Linked DNA regions of Oryctolagus cuniculus: region 2 is linked to region 1. Evidence: chromatin contacts called from public Micro-C data. All regions are on one chromosome and are shown on one strand. The core of a region is the stretch at or near the end of the contact, and the rest is flanking DNA. Distances in the headings are between cores, read along the strand shown.

What was found. Hi-C and Micro-C count contacts between places; a contact is called where the count stands out from the background.
Region 2: a Micro-C map of ear pinna shows a contact between it and region 1, with 3 times the contacts expected there. The contact joins the promoter of SLIT3 here to the enhancer-like site in region 1. A contact is called at or near these places in 4 of 6 Hi-C or Micro-C datasets (ear pinna, embryonic fibroblasts, skin fibroblasts and 1 more).

Annotation. Positions count from the first base shown.
Region 1 is chr6:55,873,646-55,878,053 of mOryCun1.1, forward strand. All of the region lies in intron 4 of SLIT3 (slit guidance ligand 3), which reads right to left. It overlaps LOC138850211 (a long non-coding RNA gene), which reads right to left. Exons shown (of 2, transcript XR_011389889.1): 1 at 1-4,408. Among named protein-coding and RNA genes, the nearest start is that of MIR218-2, 220 kb to the left of the region's middle. Within about 2 kb of position 2,451, at least 1 of the 8 cell types and tissues checked has an H3K27ac peak or open chromatin away from gene starts, as enhancers often do. A contact at or near this core is called in ear pinna, where this site is marked.
Region 2 is chr6:56,208,588-56,213,412 of mOryCun1.1, forward strand. It overlaps SLIT3 (slit guidance ligand 3), which reads right to left and starts at 2,386. Exons shown (of 36, transcript XM_002710368.5): 1 at 1,740-2,386. The coding sequence starts at 1,936. LOC103347958 (a long non-coding RNA gene) reads left to right here and starts at 1,044. Exons shown (of 5, transcript XR_007919028.2): 1 at 1,044-1,692.

The DNA.
Region 1 (4,408 bases), core at 1,201-3,700:
CAGAAACTCACACACATAGACACACAACTACATAGCCATACAACCACACACACACATACACTGACACAGAAACACAGGTACACTCACATGGAGACAAAGGCGCCCTCAGAAATGTACCCAGGTGCACATGCAGGCACATGCTCTGACAAACAGGCACGCCCTGTACAGACACACACCGAGGGACACAAGTTCCCCTACAGAGAGCACTGGTACACGATGCAGACTAATATGGCAGTTACAGAGAAAACGGAGGTTCAGAAATGAGTTTAAGTATCTCTTTCTAAAATCCTACCCACTTTTCTGTGCAACATTCCACCTCTTGTATTTTGCCCTGCATTCTCTCTCTGGCTTCCCTCTCCTTTTCTCTAGAAATCTGTTCCTCTCCCTACTTCTTTCCCATTTTACTAGGCAAGGCCCTTGATCTCTGCCTAATCCCCTCCTCCCAACAATGTTCTTGCAAGACACCCAGACCTACACGTGGGGGCCCTGCTCAGGGTCTCATTCGTTTCACTCCCACTCTGTCCTCTGCCAGCACAAGAGAGCAGCGCAGAGCTTAACTTCCACCAGTGACTCTAGGCCTTGAAGAACCAAAGCAGCTAGGCTCACTTTCAATTATAAACGGCAATAAACATCTTTCCACAAACCACCATCTTCAGCCTGACCCTGGCCCAGCATCTCCACAGTCACACGTGCATCATGTCCAACATCGGTGGACAGTAGGTGCCAAAGGTTTCTCATTTGTTAGCTCATTCAGTCCTCAGGCACCCTGACAAGCTGGGCTCTCCCACTGTCTGCTTTCACAGGGAGAGAAACCGAGGCCAAAGGCCGTCCTCTGGAGATCTCGTGTTCTCTGCTCTTGTGAGAACCACAGGTCATGAGATTCCATGGTCCCTGCCATGGCTGCAAACCTAAACTTCTTGGGAAATGGGTCACCCAGGGCTCTGAGGTGGGTGGGGAGGAGGTGGGGCCTGCATATGCCTTGCACACCACTGCCAGCCAGACTTCACAAGCTCAGAGAACGTGGCATTCCGTGCTAACTAATCATTTGAAATTCCTGCAATAAATGAAAAAATAAACATGGGGTTGAGGATATAATTCAGCTAACCTCGCTCCCCAATGAGCCTGATTCCAGATAGAAAGCAGATTTTCATATTTACGGGATGTGACAGCCGTAGGAATTAAATGAATCATCTGTCTATCTCTACGGCTTTGTTCCTCCTGTGCCGAATGTATCTGTCCCTGGGGTTGTCTGTCTTCCCATTCCAGGAAGACAGATCAGTGTAGTTTCAATTATTAATTCCATGTTTGGATCACAGTAACACCAGTTCCAGTTCAGTGACCTGCAGTTCCTATTGATTTAAATGATGAATTATCTCCAAGGCAATGTATTATTAACTTTATTTTGTCTCTTATTCCTTCCGCATTCATGCATCAAAATAATAAAGCGCCATTCATAGACTAAAAGGACCCTTTTCCCTTCTCACATTTCCCATAAGGGCAAAGCCAACACACAGCAGGGAGGTAATTACTCAGGGCAGGGGCTGGGGGCTGGGCATTCATTCCACCTGTGAATTCTTTATCTCAGCTGTGAATTGGTGGGGGGGGATGGGGGTGGAATAGGGACCGGAGCTGGTAATAAAGAGGTCCAGGAGGAAAGTTAAAGACGACCTGGGAAATTCTAGATAAATGAAGTACCCTTGACTCAAAAGTTCTCGTTCTAGGGGTCTCTGCCCAGTCTGATAACGACAGGAGGATGGGTGGGAGAAGTGGTGATGGGAGCATGGTCTGAAGGCAAGAAGGCAAGGGCTGTGCCTCTCCTCTGCTCTCTTCCAGACCACTCACTCTGCTTGCTGGTTGGCAAGACTGCACAGCAAGGTGACATTCCTGGGTGCCTGTCAGAAACTTGCTGAGTCCTGGCTGCCCATCATCTTCCCTGGACAACAGCACACCGTGTGACTGCGTTTTGAAGAATGGCCTTTTCCTGGATGCAATCCAGTAGGACCGTTCATCAGAAGCCCTGGCCACGCACATGACCCAGGCAGGCCAATGAGATTCTCCCCCTGTGGCACTGGCATTCTAGGCAAAGAGAATAGAAGAGTGAGCGTGGCCAGCGTCCAGCCCTGTACAGCGGTGCCTGTGCAGGACTGCTGCTCCCAGCACCTTCCGAGGGCAGCTGGTGCCTGCCTTGGCAAGCCTTGCTTCTCAACCTTTTTGATTCTAGATGCTCCACCCCACAGCCTTCCAATGAATTCCTATTTTTCTTGAGTTAACTAGATTTGGGTGTGTTTGCTGCTTCCAATTAGAGAACTCTGGCTAGGCAGCCAAAGGACGTGGCTTTGCTTGCAGTGTCGCTGAGCCCTGGGAGACCAAAAAGGCTCCCAGGGAGGCGCTGTGGGCTTTGTCTACACTTCTCACGCCAATCAAGCAACCATCAGAAGGGGAGACAGCAGGTGAACACATGCCTCTGCTCACACGCTCCCATTTCTACATGCAACCGGAGCCAACCTCGCAGCCTCCAGGATCCCTGTCGGGGCAACTCCCTAAGTCAGACAGGCCGGAGAGACCCGACCCAGTGGGAAGACTTCAGTGCAGGTAGCCTGGGGTCAGGCACCCTGCACCCGAGCCAGACCCAGAGAAGAAGGAAAGACACCAAGGACCTCAGCTTGAAAACCAAGGGGAAGATGGGAAACACGTAATAGTTTCCATGTGTGGACACCTGGGGGATTACCTGGGCCTCCTTCCTAACTCAAGAGGCTCTGCAGCTGCCTCACCTGAGGCTGCACCCACACTGTCACTCAGCTCAGCCAGCCCTCCTGTAAAACAAACGTCAGGGCGGTGCTACTGTGGCTTTCATGAAACACCCTTCTTCTATCTGATTCAGACATAAGAGCCTTTGGCTTTCCTTTCTTTCCTCTGCACCCTGCCTCGGTGTTAAGGGAACCTGCAACAGGTGAGGGTGACTTTACCTGTCAACCAGCCCCTCAGGAGAGGCACACAATGGCCCAGCCATTCTCCATTCTTCTCCTTTCCCGAACCTCACCAAATAAGGAGAGCAGCACCAGAAAAACACTGTGATTAGATTATATGGGAGAGGGTCAAAGATTAAAAATCCGCTGCCTCTCATTATTAGGGGAGAGATGACAGATTCAGACCAGAGCACAAAAGAAAATACATTATTTCAAAACAGGATATGAAAGCCAGTCCCGGGCGATTAGTCTCTGCTAAGTAAATTTACTATCTAATCTTTTAACTGTCTCCCGAAATTGCCGGGCCAAGATTCTCTCCCTCGGTTGGAAGCTGAAGCTTGGGCGGGTCTGCCATCTGCCCCAAGCTCCACGGGCACTTTCCCTGGAGGGGGACTCTGGGCACCAGGGTGGGGGTCTCGGGAGGAGAAGGGTCTGTACGTGAAAGGTACCTGAGAATCAGAGCAGGGTGTGTGCGCCCCGGAGCAGCCCGACCGCAGGAGAGGCAGCGCTGGAGGGTGGGAGAGGTTGTGCTGGCGCTGGTTTCAGAAGGGGCCATCCGTGGGGAGACTGTTGTTCAGCATTGCTTTGGGCTCATCCCCGGGAAGCTGTCCTCCTTTCTGCACATTCAGGCCCAAGGGGCCCACATGCCAGAGAATCCCATGCTCTGGGTTTGTTCTCAAACCAGACCAATCCTCAAGCTGAGATTTTTGAAATGCTTGTAGCCTTGCAGGCCAAATCCCACAGGCAGGCCTGCACTGGGCCCAAACAGCAGGAGATGTGCACTCGGAGGCCTGACAGGCCCAGAGCAGCAGCACTGTCCCAGCAGGGAGCCGACACGGAGGAAACAGGACCCAGTGCAGGCCGGCCTGTTTCTCCATCTCTCTTGGCTTGGGCACCGTGGTCACACCACACAGGGCCAGGATCCGAGCAGCACAGGACACCGAACCCCAAAGCACCCCTTCCCCTTTCTGTTTACCAGAAGGAACTCTTCTTTTTTTCAACGCCACTATTTTCTCTTCGTCTGTTTAGTCTAAGAGGCTGAACTCTTGCACAAAGAGAGTTCTCTCCAAGAATGAGTTTTCCAGAGAAAGCTTTGCAGGCGAGGGCAGCGTGTGCAGCGCTGCACACAGCCTGGAGAATGGGGCATGTGTTTAACCGGAGGGGGCTGGGGCAGAGCTGGGCTCCCCGAGGGATTCCCAAGGTGCTCTGTTTGTGTGATTTATCCCTTCTGGAAAATCCAAACATACAAAAGTGCCTGCTGCAAAAGCCAGGGCGAACCCGGGGACTCAGGCTCCCACACAGAGCTAACCGCATACCAGCCCCTTCCCTGGAGGCTTGCTCACTTCCAACCTTTGCAGGCGTAACCAAAACAGATCAAAGGGAGGCGCATGGAGTTTTGCTGGGGATCAGCAGGCCTCATTACTCTCTTTCGCTCCTTAGCC
Region 2 (4,825 bases), core at 1,136-3,635, 330 kb after region 1:
TATCTTCGCCTGAACTGTTCCCTACAGTCCAGGATGTCCAACAGGGTGGTAGGGGAGTGTGGGCACGGGAGGCAGATGGGCTTGGACTCAGACTCGTGAGGAGTCACCTGACCTGGAATACGTGATGAGGTAGCTCATCTGCAGAATGGAGTGCACGCATTACTATGCAACTAATGGGGCAGTGGTAGAGATTCAACGAGATAACACATACACAAATCATTAAACATTAAACATTAGTGACAGTGATTATTTCACCAGCTCACATGCAGAAGAGGGGAAATTAGTTTCTAAGTTATAGGTAAATGAGTGTTTGGCTGATATAACGTCTCAATTATGGTGTGGAAACCTGGTTGCCGGCTCTTTGATGGACCTCAACTGCCATATTTCCCTGGACACGTCCTGGCCTTCTACACATGAGATGAAGGCTGTATTTCTCTAGGACTGCACAGCCCAACCCAACAGAACCAATGCACTTGGTGCAGGGAGAATGTTTTGAGCCAACAGAAAGCACGAGGAATAAGGAAGACAATCCTATTGCATCTCCACCCAGAGAGACACAACCACTAAATGGAAGGAACAGAAGAGGAGTTGAGGAACTAACTGAACTAACAAACAGGCTCCAGGACTGTTCAGCTCAGCACCACTCTCTTCCAGTCAAGCAGGCAGAATGGGCCATCCCATGCCTACCCCAGGGATCAGGGAGAAGGGGCGAGAGGGGAGCAGACACGGAGCGGGTGGAGCCCACCAGAACAAACCCTCACCCACTTCTCAGCCGGGCTCCCACTCTCTCCATCGGTTCTCCCTCCCTCCTTCCCCATCCTCCACTGTGAACGAAGAGGAGCCCACCCTGGAGTCCCAGTTTTGCATTTGGTCCGAGGATCAAAATGATAAATGTTTCCAAAACGTTGACATATGAAAAGTAAATATTTGGTTGCACAATTGGGGTTAAAACGAGGGTCAATCCGCACCACTCTCCAAGCGCCTGTGCGTTCGCTGCCAAACCCAGGATCCGAGCTGAGTGCGGTTTGTAAGATTATAGCGCTCGGTCTCATTGAAAGGGCTGTCAGCATTTCCATTCTCCGGCCCGTTTGGGGAGGCATTTATAACCTAGCCATAAAAAATTCACCCGGGCTGCAACTTGGCATCTCCCAGGCTGCGCTCCAGGCAGGGCGGGTTCTGCGTGCGCCCACTCGGAATGTGTCCGGGTCCTCAGAAGTTAGACCTTCACGCACTCAACTTTCCCCGCCAGGGCAGCCCCCGACGGCAGCTGCCCGAGCGGGTCTCCGAGAGGGTCCGAGTCCCAGGGCCTCTCTCTCGGTTCTCCGCGCCCTGACGCCCCACCAGCCTTTCGCTTTCCCCTTCGCCCCGGTTTTTAACGAGCGCGGCCCCCGTGCCCTAACCCCGAAACCTGGAGGCTGCAGGGCTCTCTCGTGCCCTCCTGCCCGCCTTCGCCTCAGAAGCTGTCAGCGGGCCCTGCGTGTGGAGCCCTGACCCCTGGAGAGGCACCACTTTTGCCCATCGGGGGATGGGGGGGGCTTCAAGACCTCGCTCTCCAGACCTGCCCAAAGCAGAGACCCCCTACTCAGCCAGGGATCTGATGAGGCAGGAGCTGCGAACAGAGACTGCATCCAGCGTGACCAGCCAGAGGGAAAGGAAGGCTCTGGCGCCTGGGGGCCTCCCTGCGGGACCCAGGTGGGTGGCCCGCGTGGGGCGGGGCGGGGCGGGACGGGGGTACTCACAGGCGCTCGGCGTTGCGGGGGATGCCCCGGGGAACGGCCCGGAGGCCCAGCCCGTGGCAGTCCACGCTGGCGGCAGAGCAGGTACACTTGGTGGGGCAGGCGACGGCGGGGGGCCCGCTCAGGACGCTCGCCAGCGCCAAGGCCAGCGCCAGGCGGGCGCGCACGGCGGCTACGGCCCCTGTCCGCCCGGGGGCCATGGTGTGCGGGGGCCCGCGCCGGGAGAAGGCTGCCGCGGCGGGGCAAGGCGCGTGGAGCCGGAGGAGGCGCGCGGAGAGCGCGGGCGGCCTGGGGAGCGGGCGACGGAGTTGGCGCGGAGGAGGGGCGAGCTCGGCGCTCAGGCGCACGGGGCGCGGGCGGAGCGGGGCGCGCCGGGCGGCGGCGGCGGCAACAGCAGCTCCATCGGCGGGGCTGGCGCTGCCCCGCTGCGCATCGCTCGGAGCGCCCAGGTGCCAAGCGTCCCCTGGTCCCGCCGGCCCACAGCCCGGAGTGCGGGCCGGCTCGGGGGCCTGGGGTGAACGCAGTGGGGCGCGGCGCCCGAGGAGGGCCGGCTTGGGGCTGGGCTCGGGAGCGCGGCGGCGGCTGCGGCGGCGGCGGCTAGGGCACGGGGCGGCCGGGTGAGCTGGCCGGCGCTCGCTCTCTCCATTCACTGAGCAGGGCAGACACCGGAGACGCGGGGCCCAGCCCTCTCCCGCCCCCCCAAAACCGCCAGCTCCGCCTCCCATTGGCTGCGCCGCGCGTCGTGTCGACTAAGTTGGGAACTTTGCTGGAGCGACCGCGAGCCGGAGGGAGGAGGCAGCGGAGGAGGGCGACGGAAAGCCCCGGGGAAGGCAGGGGGCAAGGCCCGCGGGGGCCCCGGGGGGAAACGCTGCAGCTCATTCCCCCTTCCGAGCCACGGACTGAGAAGTCGTGTGGGCACCTTTTTCTTTTCTCAATTCTGGCTCTGAGCTGGGCACGCTGCACATGTCCCTTCCTTCAGCCCCTACGTTGGCTCGCAAGGGGGCGTCTGAGTACCCCCGTTTAATAGAGTTAAAACCCCAAAGCTCAGAGAAGCCAAGCGATTTGCCCGACAACACACAGCTACGAGCTACGAGGGACGCCAGACCTGGGCACGGTCACCCCGACGCTGCCTCCCTAACTTCTTTCACTCTCTTGGCCGAAGATCCAGAGCTGCTTTCTGAAGGACCTGCGTAATTGAAGGGAATGCACCCTACAGCCATGTGGTTGGGTCACCGCAAGCAAACCCAACCCGGCCCCGCTGTCAGGTGTTCTGCAGTGAGGGCAGGGTCTTGGCCCCTGGGTGGACAGCACCGTGTCCAGAGTCCCCGAGTCGCCGCCTCGATCGGTGTCTCTGGGCGGGGCTTGACACCTCGGAGCCTTCATTCCCTCAGGTCACTGGCCACAGCCCCGTCTGGCCCCACCTCCCTAGGCTGTTTGGAGAAAGTGTTTTTCCAAAACAATGCTTCCCCCGCGGCATCCCCTAGGCTCCCATCGCCTTCCATCTCCAGTGCCCGCTCTAAATTGGCCGGGTCTGAGCTTTTCCAGATGCCAGTGGGGCGGGAATAGCAGTGGCTCCGTAAATACCTGGAGGGATGGTTGTGCGTGTGTTTGAAGGGGAAGGGCAGGCACCACAGAAGTTTTGCCCCGGCTTCCACCAGGTCCACTCGTCCATTCACGCTGGGAAAGCCTAAATGAGCCCTGCGTGTAGGCACAGTCACACATGCTCACCTGTGCTCATGCCATTCAATCACACATGCTCACCTGTGCTCATGTCACACACAGTCACACATGCTCACCTGTGCTCATGTCGCACACGTTCATGCCACACATACATAGTCACACACACTTATGTTCATGTCATACATACATGGTCACACTCACCAATGTTTATGTCACACCAGCCCACTCATGTTCATGCCACACATACACAGTCACACATACTCACCCATGTTCATGTCACACGCACACAAGTTTATGTCACATATACTCATGCCTATTGTACACATACATATTCACACAGGTTCATACCTACACACACAGTCACACACTCCCAGTCACATACACTCACCCATGTTCATTTCCACACACTCACACCTACATACCCAGTCACACACATTTTGTTACCTACACACATGGTCACAACCTCATTCCTTTCTCTACACGAGTCACATGAACTCACCCATATCCATGCCCATGCATACACTCAGGACCACACACACTCATACAAGTTCATGCTCACACATACGCTAATACCAGTGACACACTCATAAGCACAATCACATATACACGTGCAAATGCTTGTTCACACACCCACACACTCACACCCCATGACAGCAACTCCACTCCCGTGAACTCTTGCCTGTCCTTGCATCTGAATGCTACTCTGAGTCCTCTGACCGCTCTTTCCTTCCAAGAAACTTTGAACTTGCCACCATTCTGTGCATATAAAGTAGAAGTGCCAATTTTATATCATTACAGTGAGCAGATTTTCAATGTCTTGACTCCAGAAACCCAATTGGACACACACGCGCGTGCGCCCACACACCCTCCAGTCCCTCCATCATTCATAAACACATTAGGTGCAACCGAGTGCTGCTATTCTTATGAACAGCCTTCTGTAGAGATGCTGTTGCTATCGCCCTCTGGTGGCCAGGGAGAGTCCCGGCGCCGGTCCTTGGGGTGACTTCAGCATCTAAGAACTCTAAACAACCTTCTCCTCCTCTTCTCAGAAGCTTTCCTCCAAACCTTGAACCAATTTAGCACCAAGACTGAGGCAGATGAGAGAAGCGGGCACAGGCCCAAGGGCACAGAGGCGTCTCCCACTGTCTAGAGCAGAAAAGAGAGAAGGGTTTCCTCTGTTTTCCCGAATGCATGCTGGAGCGTGTTTTGTAGTCAGTCCCCCAAGCCTGGGCCGCGATCTCTGCTCTGGGCACCGTGGTGGTGGGGAGCTGTGCTTTCCATTTAAGCTTCTGGGGGTTTCATGAGTCCAGCGAGACCTTTAAGTGACTTCACAAGCATTCAAAGGTACTGTTGCCTGGGAGAAGCCCTTTAGAACAGCCGGCTGGGGTGCCTGAGCGTCAGTCATCCCT